Regions from separate parts of the Mus musculus genome. Here region 1 is linked to region 2. Evidence: chromatin contacts called from public Hi-C data. All regions are on one chromosome and are shown on one strand. The core of a region is the stretch at or near the end of the contact, and the rest is flanking DNA. Distances in the headings are between cores, read along the strand shown. Region 1 holds the start of Ppp2r5e (protein phosphatase 2, regulatory subunit B', epsilon). Region 2 has its middle 24 kb from the start of Rhoj.

Region 1 (5,477 bases), core at 226-2,725, 310 kb after region 2:
AATATTAAGGTTAATTTGGGATTTTGAGGACTTCGTGATTCTTTCATTAGAAAGTTATTTTCTTTTAACTCTAATTTGGCTTGAAATATAATGTGACATATAAAAAACGGAATAATAAATTATAAATACTATCGAAAATGTCAGACCTCAGCAAGAAGTTCCACATCGCACTGGTATGCTGTAAATTTAGGGACGAATATTACAATTTCATCTGGGAATTATTTAGATTTCACTCTAACCCTAGCAACACAGATTTCTGTAAGCCTCGTTCCCCCCATCCCTCATTCTGTCTCTATTTCTCTTCTCTCATCTCTAACGATGATCTATAGGCAGCTTTCTTTTTCATCATTTGCCTCTTATGCGCGCAGCTCTGAATAAAATGTCAAGGATCTCAACTCAAAGCATTGCAGAAATGATGGTAACAGCGGGGTCCCTGCAAAGCCCAGGGAAACAGGTTTCACCTGGGCCACTGCACCCAAAGCGTTAGCATTCTCTAAAGAGCACACTACTGGGGCTTTTCCAAGGGGGAGGTATGAAAACAGGGAAGTGGCCTGTTTGTCTGCAGGTATGTTCACATAAACCCCAAGCCCTGGAGAAGCTGCGCGGCCACGGAATCTTCCTCCCTGCTCCCCCGCCCCCGCCGGGGGGGGGGCAAGAAAACGCCTCAAAAGAGGGAGGAAAAGGAGCCGGCGAGGCCGAGGAGAAGAGAGGTGCTGGCCTCCAAAGCCTCTGCAGGTAGATCAGACAAGTGGGCCGGGCGCTTGCTCCCGCTCCCCCCACCCCGCCGCACCCCTCAGCTGCCTGGGCCCGGCCTTCCCGAGCCCGCCGCTCCGCGGGTTCCCCGGGAGGCAAGCCGCGGGACCCGAAGCTGAAGTTACCTTGAAGCTCCTGGGAAAGAATCGGAAGATGATCTGTGGCTGCGCGGAGTGGGCTGCGAGCTAGGGGCCGCGGCGGGGGCGGGCGACGGCCCGGGACGCACGGGGGGAGGTCCAGGCAGCGGCGGAGAGCCCCGGGCTACTACGGCCGTCCGGGGCGACGTCCCTCCGGTTCCGCGGTAGCGGCAGTGTTTCTAGGCCTCTCGGCTGGCCCCTAACCTCAGCGCTCCGGCAGTGGCAGCGGCGGCCTCACGAGCCTCCCCCGCGGGCCCGTCCCATCAAATCGGCACCGACCCGGTTGCGGCGCGGCCGGTGGCTCTTCGTTCACATTCCCGGCGGGCGGCGCCTCTGCTCGTTGCACCGGACCCGGCGGCGGTGGTGGCGGCGGCGGCGGCGGCGGCGACGCGGGGAGGGGGAGGAGGGAGGAAGCCTGGATTTGCAGCGGCAGCAAGCGCGGGAGTCGGGAGGAAGAGTTGGAGCCGCCTGAGCCGCCGCTGCCAGAGCCGCCGTTCGCTACCCGCGCAGGGTCCCCGTCAATGCCCCTTTCTCTCTCCTATTGTCAATATCACCGGGCGGCTGAGTCCATGGCACAGGCGCAACCGAACCTCCTGGCTAGCAGAGCCCGCCTCCGACGCCCGCCCACTGGAGACTTCAAACGGGAAGCGAGACTTCATTGGCCGGCGCGCGCCTTCACTCCCAGGCCAGCACGTTCGGCTGAGAGCTGGTCGGGGATTGGCGGCGCGGGGGGGCGGGGAAACAGGAGGGTGTGAAGGGACGGGGCCCTCGATTGGGCGAGGCGCGGGGGACCCGGATGCTACCGTGAGCTCGGGCGACCGGGCCGCCGTTTCCGCCAGGGCGCCTGAAGTGGGGGTACTGCGGCGTCTGCTAGGCCTGAGGAGAGCTCGGCGGGCGCGCCCGAGACTGGAGCTTCCGCCAGGCGGAACCCTGTGGACCGCGAGCGTCTTCACCCGGGTATCCGAAGGCCACAGGGCGGCCGTCCTGGTGCCTCACGGTTCAGCCCGCAAGCCCCACTCCGCACGGAACCCACGGCCCCCTGAGCCCTGTGTAAACGCGGCCATGGAAGCCGGCAGAAAAATACCCCAGTGGCTGTCCTTCGCTCAACTCGTGGGAGGCCTGGCCACCGGTTGGACTCTCACCTGGTCCCCCCAAAAGCCAGTTCTGAATATCAGCTCTCTGATGCCCCTGCCAGGCTCGGCGGGGGCCCGCGCTCCGGGAGTTAATGCAGATGGCAACTCTGCAGTCTCCCATTCAGAATACCCGCATTCGCCCTTTCAGGACTCCGAAATACCCAGCCCCCAACTCGACAGATTTTAATTGATAGTTTGAGTCTGAGTTTAAACAGAAGACTTACCTCTATCTAGAACGAGGACGAAAATACATACATGTTTTTGCATCATTGGTGAACCCTAGGCCAAATGGTACGTTTCCAAAGAATATTCTTAGACCATCAATCAATTTGAATGCAGGCTACGTACAATAGTTAAAAGAAGAAAAAAATACTAACTACAAAGATCAAACTACCAGCTGCTCAAAATTTGGAAATCTGGGAGGGGAAATACAGGAGAAATAATATTATAATCCATAAACCCAAAATAACCAGTCATTTTGATGTAGTTTTAGTATTATATTTCATATATGTATATACACACAAGTATATATATATATATGTATATATATATGTATGTATACATACATACACACATGTATGTATATTCTTTTTCAAACTCAAAATGCTTCATCCTGTAGCCGAGTTTTTCCTCTCAGTATCATGTCATGTTCTGTACAGTTAAGGAATATACATTTATAAAGCTCTCTGTATCATACCCACAAGTGCTAACCATGCGTTTGCGTTTCTGGTTTGTTGCAAATTTCTATCCTGTTGGGTAGAAAAATAATTCTGTACTATGAAAGAGAATGTTACTGCCCTGAACTGAAATGGGAAAGATGGCTTATACGAAAGCAGACCCCAGAAGACTGGCTGCTGACTGACTGACTGAGTGGCCATTTTTACCCTAATAAAGTTCATTGCCCCATGCTGCAGAATTATATGGAATTCCAGTCTGGTTCCTGGCTTCAAGTAACTTATATTTCCATACTTCAGTCTTTAGAAATGTTTAATATCCTAGCCAAGCAGAGCATGTTTCTTCAACGTCTGATTGGTAAATGCAAAATTAAAACCAAGAAAGATTTTGAAGCCAACTCAATTTCCCTTGGCAACAGTTGAACCGTTAAAAAGTAGTGCACGTTTGAAATGCTCACAGCTGTTGCTTAGAACATTTCACATTTTGTAGAGTGAGGATTTTGCTTGCAAATTATGGATGGCTATAAAGACAATTCATTTCAAAGTCATTTCATTTTCTATAAAATAGCTGAGCAACTGAGATGAGGAGGTCTTTTTTAATATGGGAACATCCTTGCCTGTGTGAGGTTTGTTCTCGGGGCCAAGAATCTCATAAGATCTACAGAGCCCAGGGAAAGTGGGGTGTTCTCCAAGGAGAGTGCAAAGCAATCCACTTGCAACACACAAGAAAAAAATGAGGGCATCTATGTTTAAGTTTAAGATGAGGTATTAAACTCAGTATTCTAAATACAGAAGGAATGGCCCATTGGCTAGAGCAGTATAGATGTCCTTAGGGGGAAGCAGGAAGCGTCCACCCGCAGAGGAGAGCAGAGCGGGTCTCTGCTACTTGTGACATCCTGTGTTTGCTGGGCTCCATGAGTGCATTCTTTAGGTTTAATTAAACTAAACCTACAAAGCAGACAAATGACCTTACAGAAGTCTCACAAGGGAACAAGAGAAAGAGCAAATACTAGAAATAACTTTTATAAAATCTTTGACAGCCCTCCTTCAGAGTTAAAGTGACAATCTAATAAGTCCAACCATACTTTCACTTAAGTAGAAAAATCGCCAAAACAGTTTGAAATGGACCTTCATGTCCACCATCACCACGGTGAACAAATGCTGTGGCCGAGTGGTGAGGCGACGAAGCCGATGTGTGCCTATTTTATGAACAAATATACACATATTTAGAATATTATGCTCTCAAAAAACGCACGGATGGAGATGCATGAACCTTTGTTCATTTGGTGACTGCTATCCTAGATATAAAAGAAAGATGTTAAAGCCATGGGGAGGCCATTATCGAGTGACAAAATTCAGTTCATTGTTATCACATGAAAGCATCCACTATCCAGGTCTCAAAGCTGAGCTTATGGGGAATCTGCTGGCAACCTGACCACATGATTAGAAGACACAGGGTATGGAGTGGTAGCTACGTAGTGACAAACTGAAGCATCGTAGAACTGACTATCCCTTAGACACATCTTCAGAAGTAAATTAGTCTCGTTTGCTGGGGGGGGTGGGAGGCAGGAGTCCGTGAAGCTGGTTATGGACTGAGGTAAGAAGACTGGGAAAGCTGTGGCAACAGCTGCTTAGGACAACAGAGTCAGGTGTAATCCACCCAGCTAATGTACCCAAGGAACTGATGTCATGTTTCTTTGCATTGCATTTATCCTCTAGGAAACACCCTTAGCAGTGACATTTTCTTGAATCATAATTTTAGTACTGCAATTACATTTTCAGATATGCTTCAAAGGTCATAGCTCTTCTACAGCTTTCTGTGTGGCTAACGTGGCTAATCATGGCTCAAGACTGAAATGGTTATGTGCTCTACACTCCACATAGCAGTCTGAGCTGGAATCTAAACTGACAGCAGTGACCGTCTAAGAACCTTTGCACTGTCTTATTGGGAGTTTCTGTGACGGATCCAGGGAGAGAAAGAAGCTTTATTATCACTGATGGGGAAAGAGAGGAGGGGAGAGGCTGGGGACATGACTCCATCCGTAGAATGCCTGTCCTGAAAGTATAAGACCTGGCTTCAGATCCTCAGCACACACGTTAACCAAAAAACAAAACAAACAAAAAAAAACCCCAAGGATCTCTGTGCAGTCGTGTGCATCTGTAACCAGTACAGGGAGGGCAGATGGGAGGGCTCTCAGACCTCACTGGCCAATCAGGAGAGCCAAACGCTGAGCACAGGTCCAGTGTGAGGCCTTGTCTCAAAAGACAGGAGGAAACAGCAGAACAGACCAGATGTTGACCTCTGGTCTTCACACACACACACACACACACACACACACACACACACACAAGAAAACAAGCTTCAAATACACTTTATTTCCCAGAGAGAATAAACTACAAACAAAATAATATAGCAAGCAATACCTTTGCCTGTGAAGTTGTCAGTTTGCACAATTAAATGACACTGAAGCTATACCAAATTATAATCATAATGAGAATACAGACTCTGAGGTCAGAGGTCATCGAGCTCTGCCCTAGCCTTGATTTCCTCACAGATAAACAAGCAGATTCGGTCCTAACTCAGGGCTTAGCCTCCAGACTTAAATGAGGTTCAGTATCTACTACAGGCATATTAACTGCCCAGTCATTATTAACACAGGCATCCTTTTTCTTTCTAAGACTTTTTATCCATCTACAAACTTTTAATTTTCCCCCTACTGCCTTTCATCACTTTATTCTGGCATTCCTCCTGTGACAGGAAGCAGACAAGGAGCTGGGAA
Region 2 (5,417 bases), core at 573-3,072:
TTAGTTGGCATCTGGAGAAGAAATCGTCTACTTAGCTCTTATTTTGATCTTCACGAAAGCTTCATGGCACATAAAGGATTTAGAGTGGAGATGTTAGGCACAACCTAATCCCTGCCCTTTGGCCGAAGGATGGGGCACTGAAGCCTGGGGAAGCAGCATGCCTTCATTTAATCTCCTAACATTGGTGACAGGTTCAAGCACATGCCCTAGGCTACATCTATTCTGTATCACAATGCTTGTACAATGTTGATCCCCCCCCCCCTCTTCTTGCTATAGAATAAGTCAGGGATTATTAAGTCAGAGGCTAGGAGAGCTTTTAATAATGGGAGTTCAAAATTTAGATGTTTCATCCTCAAAATGAGGTTAGACCTTTAATTACATAAAGACATGAACAGGACAAATACCACACAACTTTGAACCTGGTTCCCTTCCAGACCACCCTGCAGGGTACCAAGATCTTATGAATAATGCAATCCTGAAGTATGATATCTTCCGTGTGAGTGCATATACTACCCCATCCATTTGTTGCATGATATTGTTGAGCCAGGAAACGTTTGTGAACCCCAAAAGACCACCAAGGAGCCGATTCCAATGTAATCGCATTAGGGTCTCTTTGTTACAAGCTTGAACTTGGGCTCTCCACCAACCCCGACATAGCAGGACTGTAAAGTGGAGCAGCCCTCAGCCCTCATCAGGATAAGGTTTTATAGGAATAGCAAGCAAGCAATGGGGGTTTAAGCCAACAGGTGGGTGCTTTGAAGCAAAACCATGAACATTCACAAATGGTCTGGAAGTACATCTGAAACAATTAGACTAATATTTGATTGACTGTTGCTATGAAGTAGCTAGGGAGTAACTCTGGGGTATGGGCCAAGGACAAGCTATGGGGTCCTTCCTGGTACTTGGGTGCAGCTTGGGTTCAGCTGCAGGTCAAATTCTCAGGCTCTTTTTCTTTTAAGATGGAGGGTGGTCCCAAGATAGAGTAGGTTTGGCCTCTATTTTACTATGAAGTAAATGAGATACATGTGTTAGTATTTCATTCTTATTTATAACAGAAAGTTCAAAAATAAAAGTATTTTGACATCTTTGGAGAAAGTACTGGTTAAAAAAAATACCAAGTTGTTATGGAAAACAGGGAAATCCTCTAATTAAACACATGGACACTATTTATTCTTCTCTTCTGCTAGGAGTTTTATAATAGCTTCCCATGCAATTTTACATGGTCTGCACTCCTCTTGCTGGCCTACAGAATATGTGGCATTGTCACAGCAAGGCACAAATGAAGAAAGTGACACTTAGGATAAGTGTGTACACGTGTACAACTAGTAACTGGCTGAACCAGAGCTTGAGAGAACATAGCCCTGGCTGGCATCAAAGCCACATTCCAATCAGTCTGGATCACCATCTCTAGGGTTAACCTCCACCGAGAACCCCTAGTACTTCAGAAAACTCAGCAGCAGGTCTTTCCTTCTCATCTAGCAGGCTGTCCATCACCCAGTTTGAGTTCTTTCTCTGGACACCTCCCCTCTGTGTTCTAAAGCACAGAGGAAGTGAGGCACCCAGACTGTCCCAGACTGGGGAGTGTTTACATAAGGTCAGGATGTGGGCGTTACTCTCAAAGCTTTATGTCAGTTAGAATCAACCCTAACTAGACTTGCCAAGTGACCTACATCCTTTCACCCAGCTTGGTGCCAGACTCACTTCTACCACTAGCCATATTTTATCCTTTTTTAAAAATATTGTAACCTATTCAATAGTATCATTGCAGCTTTTCTGCTCATGTCAAATAATAAACAAATCCCACTCTATCTGCACAGATCCCAAAGAACAAGGTTTTGTCTAGCATTTTTCTCAGAGCCTATGATATACCCAACCACAGCAAAGACTAACCATACATGAGCTGCCAACCCGAAACCAGGCAGGGGAAAGAGAGAGAATTGAATGAGTCTCTGGGAGTTTTTGCTTTCCCTAAGCCTCTTAAAGCTGCTACTTGCCCTAATTCCTGTAGACAGGAGGGTGGCCATTAATGGCCAAATATACTCTCTGCTGACTGGCCTCTGTCTCCATTCCCGCAGAGGACTCATGAATTGGGCAGAGCTTCAGCAGAGTTTCAGACACGACTCATGTCATAAGGAGACACTTCTAAGACAGTTTCCACTGTGGCATGAAGGGTTGTTCACATAGGCCAGCCCTTCCAGGAGAAAACTGTTACATCTTGGAATACAGACATGTGTGTTCTTCTTCCTTACAGCAGAACAAAATGACCCAGAAGCAACCAAATGTAGATTCAGACCCGCCCAATGGACAGGCCCCTAGAAGTTCAGCCAGAGAGTCAGAATAGAGTGTCAGAGGATTTAAGAGAACAAAGAATGGAAGTGGTCCGGGTAAGTCATCAGCTTCAGGAACTCAGCACACTGGGGCAGGCAACACAGTAAAAGAGCCAAGTAGAAAGGAACCTTCAGGAAAAAAAAAAAACACACCAGCAGGTTCATAGAATAGGAACATACTGGAGTCCCCAGCATTCCCAGGGGCAGACTGAGACATGTCCCAGCTTATGATATAGGCAAAGTAGATCTCAATCTAGCCAAGGAAACATGACACATATTTGTTATGTGAGTCCGTGTGGAAGGCCTAGACCTCGGGACAAAACCTCTTGGTCCAAATGGAGATACAATCCAGCATCAGGCCTGGTGCTCTGAGCCTGGGGCAGAGTCCTGCCAGCTGTTTGTTTACAGTCAGAATGGATGTGACTTACAATGTGGGGCCCAACATCTGAGAAGACAGTGATTCCAGGTCACAAGAACTAAAACGGAGTCAGGCAGAATCCATGCAACACTTTTGCTCTCCAGTAAAAGGTGCCCTACCCCATGCAGGTACAGAATATCCTGCAGGCACAGGAGGTGACAAGTAGCCAGTATTAGGTTACAGACCCTCCTCCTCTTCCCACAAGCCAGGCCATGTCTCCTGCAGCCTGTCTTCCCCTGCCCATTTGTAGCTACAGCCTGCATCCCCCACTCACTTCATCGAGATTCATGGTAGCCTTTAGCTATAGCCAGTCCTTATCAGTACCTTTCTTACTTTTAGCACATAGGCTAGGCCAGGTAACATGGAACCTGCCCTTCTCTACAACTGAAAACCCTCAAGGGCAACAAAGCGCACCCCCCCCCCCCGCCCCACTCCTTGAAATGGAAAGGACTTGAAGGCTCTACTTTCAGGGCCTATCATGGCTGCCTCTGGCCCTCATGCTGTAGCTTTCCAAAACAAAACAAAACAAAACAAAACAAAACAAAACAAAAAAACAAAAACAAAAAAACAAAAAAACAAAAACAAAAACAAAAACAAAAAACCTCTTCCAAACAGAAATTTATTTTGTCTCAGCTACCTTCCTTCAATCTTGTGTCATCTCTTAATAATTTGTGTTATTTAAAAAAGGATGTCCTTCCAAGTAGGGCAGAGACCTCCACCAGGCACTACCCAATACACAGAAACTCAGGTATGACATCCCATGTGTTCTAAGACCTTTCCAGAGACATAAACAAGCATCTGTTCACTCTAGAAAGGGAATGGACAACACACCACAAAAAATTATTCCACCCAAGTCTAACTTAGTAAACAAGCAAACTGTCTGGATCTCTCCCAGGCAACTTAAAAGCCACCTCAGCATGGCTGACAGTTTGTGAAACCTGCTTTCATTAGCCTCCCTATGCAACCTGCAGACAGACAGCGTATCAGGCTCTCATGGGAAAGTCTCCCCTCCCTAGTAACTACTTACTAGTTTTATGTAACCTGGGTGAGGGTTCCTGTGTCTCTTAGAAACTTCCAAAAGCTTCCTAAGGCTTGTAAGTTCCATTTACTTCCTGTGTCTGCTGGAAAACCTCTGTCTTTTCTCCAGGAAGGAATGTTTCTGTTCCTAAATGTTTCTGATTACACACTCAATTCTCCTCATCTTGGACATACCTGGATGTTCCGAACCTGTAAACCATACCCAGGCGATCTGGAAAGCTCAACTGAGTAACGAAAGAAGTTTCACTGTGGAAAGCTGTGGGAAGGATTTTCACTTTTTCTCAAGCAAAACAAAGCCTCCTGTTCAAGCTCTGTGGGACATCAGAAGCAGAATCAAGCAGAGCCCGCCCTAACAGCTCAACACCAGACTTCTTTTCCTCCCCAAAGTTCAGTACAATGTGAATTGGAAGTAAGAAATCTGAGAAACTCCAGAATAAATGTTTTGGCAAAAAAAACATTGCTATATCATGACTTTTCAAAGTCAAGATAGGTCCCCGATCTGTTTTCTCCAGCCACTCCTCACAGAATTTTATTATCTGTGACAAAGTGGAAGATAAGTTGGACAGATGCATCACTGGGAGGCCAAGTTCTGCACAGCACTTTTGTTCTGGAAACAGCATCTGGCTCCATGACTTTGGGCCCCTTGGAGAATCAGTGGCTGTGGATGTGGCTGGCTGCTTGGCTCGATCTCCAGCTGCAGGGCTGCACTTCCAAGTCACACTTGGCAGAAGCACAGCTGAGCAGCATCTGACCTCAGCCTTCCTCTGCCACCCTGGCCTGTCACTCAAGGTGGACCCCAGAGGGGTCAGAGAAAGATTCTGGTGAGGGCAGGATGGTGTTGGCATTGTCTCTCAGCTCCGCATGGTCACAGAGATTGAGGTGTGGCCATGCAGCAACCAGGCTTGGCTGGTCACCCTGCTATGGTTTAGAGACGTTAACCTCCCCCATCAGGCAATGGGGGAAACAGTAATGATAAACAGGTGGGACCGGAAAAAAAATGTTTTTGAGAGCAGGGCCTTTTCTCTCAGTGGAACCAGGGGATGGAAAACGAAGGAAGGGCCATATAAAGCTCCTTTTCAACAAGGAGAGCAATGCCAGGCAATGATGGCGCATGCCCATAATCCCAGCACTCGGGAGGCAGAGGCTGGCAGATCTGTGAGTTTGAGATCAGTCTGGTCAATAATGCGAGTTACAGGACAGCCAGGGCTACACAGAGAAACCCTGTCTCAAAGAAAACATAAACAAGCAAACAAACACATGCATGCATACATACATAGAGATCGGAAACCTTTGCACTGGGAGGACTCAGGTCTGGTAACTTTTTAAATAATATTCACATCTTCTAGATTATACATGCTCATTACAGAAACTTGAAAGGTTTCAAATACTACAAAGGACACGAAGGCACAGACTGTTCCTTGAGCCACAAGATTTATTAATACCATGAACAGACAGACAGACAGAGACAAGAGCATGGCAGGGGCTCTGGTGAGAATTGAGGGCCCAGCACCAGCAACACACAGCATGAGTGGGCCCTGATCTCTTCTCTTCCGATCAACAGTCTGTACTCCTAGTGCTGGTGGAGTGCAGACAGAAGGATGCTGGGGACTTGCTAACCAACCAGTCAAGTCAAA

Evidence for each region. Hi-C and Micro-C count contacts between places; a contact is called where the count stands out from the background.
Region 1: a contact with region 2 is called in a Hi-C map of muscle stem cells, with 2.0 times the contacts expected there. The contact joins the promoter of Ppp2r5e here to the enhancer-like site in region 2. A contact is called at or near these places in 2 of 484 Hi-C or Micro-C datasets (the C2C12 cell line and muscle stem cells) and 1 of 115 datasets of contacts at active chromatin or transcription factors (bone marrow-derived macrophages).

What each region holds. Positions count from the first base shown.
Region 1 is chr12:75,594,757-75,600,233 of GRCm38.p6, forward strand. Ppp2r5e (protein phosphatase 2, regulatory subunit B', epsilon) reads right to left here and starts at 1,476. Exons shown (of 14, transcript NM_012024.3): 1 at 879-1,476.
Region 2 is chr12:75,281,904-75,287,320 of GRCm38.p6, forward strand. No RefSeq gene overlaps it. Among named protein-coding and RNA genes, the nearest start is that of Rhoj, 24 kb to the right of the region's middle. Within about 2 kb of position 1,823, at least 87 of the 459 cell types and tissues checked have an H3K27ac peak or open chromatin away from gene starts, as enhancers often do. A contact at or near this core is called in the C2C12 cell line, bone marrow-derived macrophages and muscle stem cells, where this site is marked.